2 separate regions of the Mus musculus genome follow, and region 1 is linked to region 2. The links are chromatin contacts, called in public Hi-C maps. All regions are on one chromosome and are shown on one strand. The core of a region is the stretch at or near the end of the contact, and the rest is flanking DNA. Distances in the headings are between cores, read along the strand shown.

The links. A called contact is a pair of places that touch in the nucleus more often than the background predicts.
Region 1: a Hi-C map of liver shows a contact between it and region 2, with 2.7 times the contacts expected there. The contact joins two enhancer-like sites. A contact is called at or near these places in 2 of 39 promoter capture datasets (liver and stem cell-derived epiblast-like cells), 6 of 484 Hi-C or Micro-C datasets (CD4 T cells, CD8 T cells, LSK cells and 3 more), 3 of 115 datasets of contacts at active chromatin or transcription factors (bone marrow-derived macrophages, extraembryonic endoderm stem cells and pancreatic cancer cells) and 2 of 9 other capture datasets (adipose tissue and liver).

The regions. Positions count from the first base shown.
Region 1 is chr9:78,101,994-78,107,228 of GRCm38.p6, forward strand. It overlaps Fbxo9 (f-box protein 9), which reads right to left. Exons shown (of 13, transcript NM_023605.2): 2 at 2,278-2,361. Among named protein-coding and RNA genes, the nearest start is that of Fbxo9, 4.0 kb to the right of the region's middle. Within about 2 kb of position 3,203, at least 35 of the 459 cell types and tissues checked have an H3K27ac peak or open chromatin away from gene starts, as enhancers often do. A contact at or near this core is called in bone marrow-derived macrophages and liver, where this site is marked.
Region 2 is chr9:77,934,214-77,939,635 of GRCm38.p6, forward strand. All of the region lies in intron 1 of Elovl5 (ELOVL family member 5, elongation of long chain fatty acids (yeast)), which reads left to right. Among named protein-coding and RNA genes, the nearest start is that of Elovl5, 20 kb to the left of the region's middle. Within about 2 kb of position 1,823, at least 55 of the 459 cell types and tissues checked have an H3K27ac peak or open chromatin away from gene starts, as enhancers often do. A contact at or near this core is called in bone marrow-derived macrophages and liver, where this site is marked.

The sequences.
Region 1 (5,235 bases), core at 1,953-4,452, 170 kb after region 2:
TGTCTCAAAATCCAAACAAACAAATGAAAACAAAAACAACAGCAAAAAAAATAAAATAAAATCATTTTCTGCTTAAAACTTTAAAGAATGAATACCAGACAAAAGTAAGTTTGTCCATATAGTAAAAAGCCTAAAAATACTGGAGAACTAAATTTTAATTAGAATTGAGATTATAAGCCCTGATGTGGGGGCAGAATTGATATGTTACTGAATATTTGTTAATAGTACACATCTAGTAGATATTACAAAGTTTCTAAAAATTTCTACAGGTCAAGCAAAGTCTTTCTTTTGATAAACATTCTATACTCCAAAAAGGAAATCCTTTTAAACAAAGGTCATTTAAATATAAAGCATAGAAAAACTCAAGGCCCCAATGTGGTCGGCTGCTTTTAAGGAAGAAATTGTTACCCCAACTTTTGAAAACAGTCACAGCATCACCCCATGTGGGTACTGCCTCAGCAGGATCACACTGCCTCCCTGCTCCCCACTCAAGGACCTGGCTTTCGGGGAGGGGCGTCTATCCTCAGGACCCCACAGGACCAGCTCAGGGGGTCCATTAAGACTGCAGGCACCCGGGCTTGCTTCCTTTGCTGTCTCTCCCATCCCCCTCCCAAGGCCTTGACCCTAGAGGTGCCTTTCAAAAAGGGTCCCGAAGAGTAATCGCTACTTCTCCTGCGAAAGACGGCCACTGCTAATAGAATCACGGATATTATTTCTGGGTAACTTTCTAGAAAGGTGTCTCATGGATGTCTTAACAATATTCTGCAGTGCTCTGCTTCCAGACTTCTAACATGTTACACTCGTGCCTGACCTGCAGAATCCCTAGCTGCGTCCATCCTACTAAACTACATGTGCCAAGTAAGCAAGCCTCATACAGCTCAGAAGTCAATATTAGCTTAGTTGCAGTAATTTTTGAGTTTAATACATATAGATTTATCTCATCCCCTCATTTCCCTGTTATTTCCTTAGATTTAATTTCCTGGTCAGTTGCTGTATCAAAAGGGAGTGTATACTTCTAATTTTGATCCACATTGCTCATGTATCCTCCAGAAAAATAAAGGTCGGTTATAATCTCAAGTGTAACGTGTGTTTTCACAGTCCAGACAAAAATGGACATCATTCAATAAATTATTAATTCGTTGAGTTGTGGTTAAATTATTAATGAGACATATTACCTCTTCAAATATTTAACAGCCATTCATATTTTTCCACTAACTGTCTGCTCACCTCTCTCTACCTTGTATTCCTCTAATTCATGCACAGTCTATCCACTTACGATTCTAACCCTTTGCTAACATAGCAAGCAGTTGTTCTAGCTATTTCTTTCAATTTTATGTTTTAAACAGGCTTTGAACTTCAAATGATCAAATCTCAAACTTGTTCATTAAGTTATGTGTTCTGACTTGCATATTACTTTTAAATATCTTACACCTACATTCTTGGACCAAAACAACAGTTGGGTGAGTAAAATCACCTGCTGCCGAGCCTACTGACCTGACCTGAGAGCCACGTGCTAGAAGGAAAGGAACGACTCCCATCAATTGTTCTCTGACCTCCCTACAAGCACTGTGGCACATGAGTCCATGAACTCACATGCACACACAAGTAAACGAATGTAAAAAATTAATATAAACATTTAATTTCATATTTTTACAGAAAAAATATGGTTTAAGTATGTTATAAAGAATATCGGGGGCTGGAGAGATGGCTCAACAGTAAGAGCACTGACTGCTCTTCCAGAGGTCCTGAGTTCAATTCCCAGCAACCACATGGTGGCTCACAACCACCTGTAATAGGATTTGATCCCCTCTTCTAGTGTATCTGAAGACAGCTATAATTGTACTCATATGCATAAAAATAAATAAATAAACAAATCTTTATTAAAAAAAAACCCAAAGTCCAAACTAGGACATGATAGTGCATGCCTTTAATCCCAGCACTCAGAGGCAGAGGCAAGAGATCAAGGCCACTCTGTTCTACAGAGTGAGTTCTGGGAAAGCCAGGGCTGTTTCAAAGCAACAAAACCCCCAAACCAACCAAAAACCATTAACAAATCAAAAACAACAACCAACAAAAAATATAAACAAAACAAAAACAACAAAACATCAACCAACAAAAAACATAAACAACAAAAAACAAAAAACCAACCAAAAAAACCACAAACAAAAGACTATGCAAGCTCAGCTAAATTCCATGCAAATAAGAGCTGACAAGAGCTCCCAACGGTGACCAACTTCTCACGGTGTAAGAACTCAACACAGAACTGAAGACACTTGCCTGCAGGTCTCTCTCAGCCGGACTCTCATTTCCTTCATCGCCTACTCTGTCAGCATCAGAATGACAATCTTCCTCCGCTTCTGCCTGAGAAGAACAAACCAGAACAGGGTCCAAAACTGGTAAACACTAGTTTCCCTCTGTGATCGTCTCAGTCAATTGTTAACTAATACCACACCTCTGAGTTTGTGGAACCCACTTTGAATATCAAGGCTGCACAAAGTTCAAGTTCGGAGGCTGAGATGTTTCACGTCAATGAAATACAATTCCTTCTCTCTGGGTATCCACTTTGGTTAAGTTTAAATGATACCAATACAAAGAGAATTTGTGCTTTAACTTTTATAATACTGTAGAATCAATTCTGCACCTCTAGGTGACCCAGGCTTGGTTCCCAGCACCCACACGGTGGCATACAATCATGTTATCTCAGTCAGGCATGGTATTCCATGCCTTTAATTTCCACACTCAGGAGAGAGGCAGGCTGCATCTGAGTTCAAGGCCAGCTTGGTCTACATAGTGAGTTCCAAGTGAAGGAATGCAGTGAAACCTTGTCTTAAGGAAAGGAAGGAAGGAAGGAAAAGAAAAAGTCAGCCCTTCTCTTTTTCCCTATTAAGGAATTGAGTCTAGAGCTTTGTACATGTAAACAAGAAGTCTAACAGAGCCACTGAGATATATGCCGACCAAACTCACCTCCTCTATTTTATCTCTATTATAAACCCAATCTTTTACACTGGCGTGGTTTAACGTGGAATAAAGGTGGGCTGAACAGTGAGTGGCTTTGGGCTTAATAAACGTTTCCGTTTACTATCACCATCGAATCCTTTTAGTCTCAGTACATTAAGTGACTAAAATGAATCCTCAGGAAAATAAAGTATTGCCTGGTTCAGTCTGTTAGCTAATAACTTATCAGCACGGGCAGCTTGCTCAACACTCAGTGTGGTCACTCCTACACAGAAATGGCAATGAGGAAATGACCCTGGCAGTTAGCTAGGACTAATAACAAATGGATTTTATTGCCTCTGGTCTCTACACACATATGCAGAAAGGTACATGTGTAGTTTCATACACACATGTACCTGCACACACAGGAAACACATATCCATACCACTGTCACCCCTCCCCACAAAAAAAAAAAAAAAAGAAAGAAAAGCCCCAAAGGCAATTATTCTATCTAGTTCCAAAGACAGTAACTTTTCTATTAGCAAATTTTGGCTGTAAGTTATTTCCAGGAGAGGAAAGGTTTTGCCACCACAGATCTCCGAGTACAGCAACCAAACACTCTTGTACCACATAAGTGTAACATAAACAAACTCTGCTCATACCTTATCTCTGGCAACCAGACCCAAAGCAGGGAGCCCGTAAAACTTGACTAGCTGGGACAGAGTAAGATCCTTGCTGCTCTGTAAAGTTACTCCAGGGAAGACATAAGTCAGAGAAGCATTTGTTCTAAGCCAGGAGTCTGGGTTTGGACAAAGGGCTTAGACTGCTCTTCCCCAAAGGATCCCCGTGTAAACAGAGGTCCTCAGGTTGGCGTTCCTGGATGTTGGGAGAACCCGTAGGATCTGGCCTGATGGGTGGAGAACAGTTCCTGCCATGATGTGCTGTTGTGTGGGAGGTGCAAAGCAAGGGGGCCACCTGGATCCCGGAGTTGATCCTCCAGATCATGAGCCAAAGCGAACTCTGTATGCATGATCTCAGGCATTTTGTTGTAATGAGAAACTGATCTACTAGGAAATATGAGAGGGAGACTGTGAAATGCATGGATCCCACTGAGATGTATACATCTAAGAGTCTGAGTTATCACTGCAAATCCTAAATAGAGCTAATAAGAGAGGACCCGAGTCCCACGGAGTACAGCCCTCTTGCTGTTGTCGGGCAGTCGGACTAAGCTAGCCTGATCTGAAGAGCTTCCCGGCTCTAATGGGTTAGTGCTACTCAGTGTGCTGCTTGCTCTTCTGGGCCTGGATTGCCTTCTTCCTTGCTTAGCTGCATCTACTTCAACATTCAGTCAGCAGCATTTTCCAACTGTTTTCTGTCACCTTACAAATACATTCTTATTGAAATCACTTGTCTCCCTCAGTAGAAAGAGTGTATCGAAGGCAGAGAGCACATCTTTGTCACAGCTGGTACGTTTAGGACCAAAAGCACCACATGATTTTGGGTAAAAAAAAAAAAAAAAAAACCAGCATCATTAGTTTTTGTTAGTTGAAACAGGGTCTCATTGTGTATAGCCTAGGCTGGACTGAAACTCGATATGTAGACCAGGCTGGCCTTGAATTTGCAGTGATTTTCCTGCCTCAGACTCTCATGTGCTAGGAGGAATTTGAGTGTGAGCACTATACTGGGATCTCTTTCTTTGGAGAGACATCTGTGAGCTGGAGAGATGGTTCAGCAGTTGAGGGCTGGATAGTCTTCCAGGGGACCTGAGTTTGGTTCCCAGCATTCGTGTCCAGCAGCACACTGGAATTCTCTTTCTGGCCTCTGTGGGCACCTGCACATACACGGCATGGTGTCTCAGTTAGGGTCACTACTGCTGTGATGAAACACCATGACCGAAAGCAACTTGGGGAAGAAATGGTTTACTTGGCTTACATTCCCACATCACTACTCATCACTGAGGAAATCAGGGCAGGAACTCAAACAGGACACAATGGTGGATGCAGGAGCTGATGCAGAGGCCATGGAGGTGTGCTGCTTACTGACTTGTTCCTGCATGGCTTGCTCAGCCAACTTTCTCATAGATCCCAGGACCGGCCTGCCAAGGGATGGTACCACCCACAAAGGGCTGGGCCCTCCCCATCAATCACTAATTAAGAAAATGCCCTGCAGGCTTGACTGCAGCCTGATCTTTCGGAGACACTTTCTCAGGTGAGGCGTGCCTTCCTCTCAGATGACTCTAGTCTGTGTCAAGTTAACATAAATCTAGCACACACTTTAAAACATTAATTTAAGGAGAGGGAG
Region 2 (5,422 bases), core at 573-3,072:
ATTGTTAAGTTGATCCTGTTGGATTTTCCTCAGTTCTGTCTATGTGGCTCGAGCCAGCAGGGAAGTGGTAATGTGACTCTCTCACAAGTACCTTTAATTATAACATATTTAACTTCTATTATTGCTAGCTTTACTTTCAAAATGATCAGTTCAGTAAATTTAAAAGTATTTGAGTGTTCAGTTTTTAATGTGTACTTTTAACTACTGAATACAGGTGTTAAAGAAATTATTCTTGGGGCTTAAAAGATGGCTGAGCAGTTATGATCACACGCTGTTCCTGCAGGGTACTAGAGTTAGTTCCCAGTACCTATGTCAGGCAGCTCACAACCACGTCAAGGGCAGCCTAAGAGAACCCTGATCTGGAGGCTGGAGAGATGGATGGCTCAACTGTTAAAAGCACTGGCTGTTCTTTCAGAGGACCTGGGTTCAATTCCCAGCACCCACATGGCAGCTCACAACAGACGAAAATTATAGTTCCAGGGGATCTGGCATCCTCACACAGACAGACATATATGCAGACAAAACACCAATGCACATTAAAAAACCAAAACAACAACAAATCCCAAACAACCTTGTTCTCTTTTTGATTTTCCTCTTTTGGGGGGAGGGGTGGTGGTGATGGATATTTAAGTTTAAAAACTAAATTTTCAATATCATTTGGAAATAAAACCTTGGGGGAAGGGATATCAGCATAGCTCCTAATACGACGATTGTCAGGCATTTTGTTTCATTTACATTTTCTTTTAAAAATTGCGCCTCACCTTTAGCTTATGCAGATTATATCTGTTATGTTTAACCTGCCAGGAGTTAATTTTAAATGACGTTAAAATTGGATTTTTAGATATTTTTCTCATCTGACACCATGAATAATGTCTTTCACGGAAAATGTGCTTTATAAAACAGCAGAAAACTAATGCACACAGAACGCTTGTTTTTTTGCCAGAGTCTTACACGCCTACCTCAGTGAAGGACGCCTGGACCCTCTCAGTTTGCTGCAGTCAGTAGACTTCGATCTTGCATGTGTAGTCTCTGATGAGAGGGAGATGGGAAAGTATCATGAAAACAGTTTTTCCTTGCTGGAAAGGGCCCAGAGCTGGGGTGATGACTGCATGCTGAGGACCCCTGTACCAAAGCTCCTCTGTATTGCTTTTTTTTTTTTTTTTTGTATACGTGCACCTTTATTCCGTATTGCATTGTCTTCAAACAATTTGATCATTTCTATTTTTAACATCTATTATATTTACATGGGTCTCTAATTTTATCTCTTGTTTATTTCTATCAGGTTTGGACACTAATTTTTTTTTTTTAATGATGCTAATTTCTACAATAGTTACTGCTACTTTCTTCACACCTTTGTGTGTGTCTTGGGGTGGATCTCTGTCAGTCTGAGGCCAACTAGGGTTAGAGAAACCCTGTTTAAAAAACAGAGAAAGAAAGAAAGAAAGAGAGAGAGAGAGAGAGAGAGAGAGAGAGAAACCAGAGAAAGATTAATGTCATTGTAGCAGTAAAGTTATTTTTAAGTACTCATTTTTATTTTTGAATTTATCCCTTCTCATGGAATATCTTTGCTTTGTGGTCCTTGGACCTTAAAGTTGGCTAAAACTCGCTTAAATTACATAATCTCATTTTTATTCAGGCTTATTTACTGTTGACGAAGGAGAGTGCCTTCGTTTTAATACTAAACTGCTGCTGGTATCCCCTTGATCTTGCTTTCTGTAACCATTTAACCCTTAACTCTCTGGAAGACAAGTCTTGCCAGTCTGCCTGGTTCTGCGCTGAGTCTGCTCCAGGGCAGTGAGCTACTGAGAGGCTCTGTTGGTTCTCTTTGCGCCGACTAGTCTAGTGTTTACCAGCTACGTACGTGTTCTCCCCAAGACCTGAAAGTGACTCATGTAATTGAGGAACTGAATGCATTGTTATTTTTACTTTGAATGATTTTTTTTTACTTTTGACACAGAGACCTGCCTGCCTTTGTTGTGTAACAGACTTTTCCTGGGGAAGATGTCTTTCCTCCTCCTCCTTCTCTTCCTCCTTCCTTTCTTCCCTCCCTCCATCTCTCCTCTCCCCCCCCCCCCCAACCCCACAAAATCTACTACTCAGCCTAGTTAGGGAGACCAGGACAGACCAAAGTACAGTTACTTCTAAAGTCCAACTTGGTGAACCAGTAAGTTTTACTGTGATAGGGGCAGTACAGCTAACAAACTGGAGCACACTGCGCAGCCTGTAGCTTAACCAGTAGAGTGTCCTTTCTAGGTGGCTGGGCTGATCTGAGCCCTTTCAGGCAGCTCACTTATCTCTGCCTATTCAAAGTGATTGGGCTTGTCTTAAAGTCCAATTGCTTCGTGGACAGAGAAGGATTTAATGAATCCTGTCAGTTTCAGGGACTTCCTGCAGATGGTTTTGAGTTATTTTCTGTCTTAAGCTTTCTTGTAGGAGGGAATGTTTCAATAGCAAGGAAAGTGCTATTATTTAACACTCCGGTCCTTAGGCATCCTCCCCCCCCTGCCCCCCAATACCCGCCAAGCCTGTTTTGTTGTGCTGGTTTTTTTCTTTTTAAATGAATTTTAGCAGCTAAAGAGTATTTGATTATTTCTTTTCTAAAGTTTTAATTAACAATTATTATACATATTTAGAGAGTATACTATAGACATTTGATACATGCATACATATATATTATGATCAAATAGCATTGAGATCCTTCAGACTCTTCTAGTTACTTTAAAATGTGGATAAACTATTGTAAATCACAGGCATTCTGCTATGCTACAGAACCCTGGAAGCTGTTCACCCCACCAGTGCTTTCATACCTAGTTTCTGATCTGTTTCTGTCCCCTCTCCATCCCCTTGCTGCTACCTGGAGGGCTTGGGTTGACCTGATGAGCGCACGTGTGCGCACGCACACACACACACACACACACACACACACACACACACACGTACACACACACACAGAGTCTGGGATCAGATGGGACAAGCATTCTGATGGAGACTGTCGGAAGTCCTGAAACTTAGCAGGTCGCTGGAGGAGAGTAGTCACAGGCTGCCGTCATCCCTGAGGCCTGTGGTTCATGCTCATGTCAATAGGGTATCCTTAGGAGTTCACCCCCGCCCCACCCTCTATCTTTCTACCTTTCTTTTTCTATGAAATCAACATTTAAACTCCCACGAGTGAAAACACTAAGTACCTGTCTTCTTGCCGTGCCTGACTTGAGTATGTGTCCTGACTTGTTTATATGTGCCTGACTTGTTTATGTGCCCCATTTCACTTGCTTCTCCATCTTGGCTCTTGCTTGTGCGCATGCCTGTGTTGCTGAGGGTGCAGCCTAAGCCATCTACACATAGAGCGTAAATGACCAGCTGAGTCCTAGGTCTTTGGCATCACTATCTCGACACCCTTGGAGATGCACTTAGGACGGGACCTGCTGGCTTCTGAGTGTGGATTTTTGAGGAACCCTTTCCTTGCAGTTTCCTGTCAGCGACAGCGTTATCTACACTCATAGCTGGGATGTTTTTGGCATTTGTTTTCCTGTCCCACCAGTGTTTGCTTTCATCTTTTTTTTATCATAGCATTATCATTGGCAGGTGGTGATTTCTCGGTCTCCTTGGTGACACCAAGTATTTTTCATGTACTTCTTTGCCACTTCCTTTTGAGAAATATCTGGTTGGATTGCTTGCCCACTTTTTGAAAAAAAGGATTAATAAAAATAAGGGCTGTTTCACAAATGCGTGTTGTCCTTGCACAGGGGCCTCGCCGGTCTGTTTCATCCCAGGGTTGTGTGTGCTGAAGTGAATGTTGCCACCTTTTAACATTGAGAAATCTTGCTTTCACTGTTGAGTGACTGAGTTCGGGACAGTCCCTCGTGAAGTGTTTCCTTCAGTTGGCTGGTTGTCCCTAACGACAGCTCTTCCTTGTGCTGCATCCCTGCCTCGTTCCTGACCTCCTCGGTTTCCTGAAGGCTTACCCTGCCCACGCGCCTGTCAGTGCAGGTATACTTTACTGTCTAGTGTGCTTCGTCACTGAGAAGGAAACTGGAGAGACAGGAATGAAAAGCAAGTCTGGTGATGGACATTGAAAGTGAGCCTTGTGGACAAACAGTCTAGGGGCCGATTGTTTTCAGGTTGTGTAGGATCGACCCAGTCTTTGGAGAGAGGCAGTAAAGGTAACATGGGAAATGGGATATGAAGGGATGGATTCTCAGAAGGGGGAGAGTGCAGAGGAAGTAGAGGGTGAATAGGGACCTTATGGAGCAGGTTAGTGATCCCACACTGGTTCTGTGCAGAGGAAGGAAAGCAGACTGTTAAGACCCCATACTTGGGGGTTTATTGCTGTTCTATCCGTAAAAGCCAGAAAATGGAACCAACCAGCCTGTCTGTCAGGTGAGTTGAGTAAAGAAAACAGGATGTGCACACACAGTGTGATTCTGTTGAGCTTCTTTGTAACATGGATAGAACTGGAGAGCGTGGTCACGCCAGGAGGAATAAGTCGTGCACAGAAAGACAGTCACTACATCTTCTCATGTAGACAAGGAAGCTGAAAGGCGAATCTCATAGAAGAGCTCCTGGAGCGATCCAGGGCTGGGAAGGGGGAGGGGGAGGACCATGGTGCAGTAAGGGGGTGGGGGTGGGGGATAACTTGCCATGCTCTGTGGCACAAAACAGCCATGGCTGACAGCAGTGAAGTATGTAGCGTAGCTACTAGAGGCGGTTTTGGGTGTTCTTAGTGCGAAGCAGTGCTATGTCTGAGATGATGTGTGTGGTTACCATGACAATCATCACGTGTTGTATATACTTGCAGGCTGTCACACTGTACCTTGTAAGTGTATAGTTAAAATAAAAAGTGTGAGTTAAAAATAAAAAGGTTGTGTTAAAATAGACAGTGAGTGGGAAAAGGTGAATTTCTACTGGTTTACACAGTACACGATTGATGGCTTTAAGGTTTTAGTACATACAGTAGGGTTTGTGTGTTCTCAGTCCCGTCCCCCCTCCCCCTTTCCCATCTCCATACCACTGGTGACAACCTTGCTTGCCTCCTTGGGGACCTCTGCAGGCTGGCCTGCTGACACTTTGATGTGGCACATGGGCAGTGGCTGTGGCTCGTCTACGCTGTTGTGTCAGGGTGGTGTTTGCAGATAGAGTGCTGTTCACTTGGAGTCTGAGTTTGGCAGAAGTCTGGTTCTGCTGGTTATTTTTCCTGGAAGTCAGGCTCCGCGGGTGTGGTGCCAGGAGTGTTCCTGGAGTGACTTGCTGGGATCCAGCCTGACCAGAAAAGCAGAGCTTCGTGGGTGGAGCCCCAGTTGTGGGTCTTGTGGAGACGGTCCCCAAAGCAGACTGGATTCTCTGGAGGGCTCCGGGAGCAGGGCTGGCTAGGAACTTGTGTTTAAAGAGAGAGGGGTGTCCAGTTTCAGGATGCATAGTGGAATCC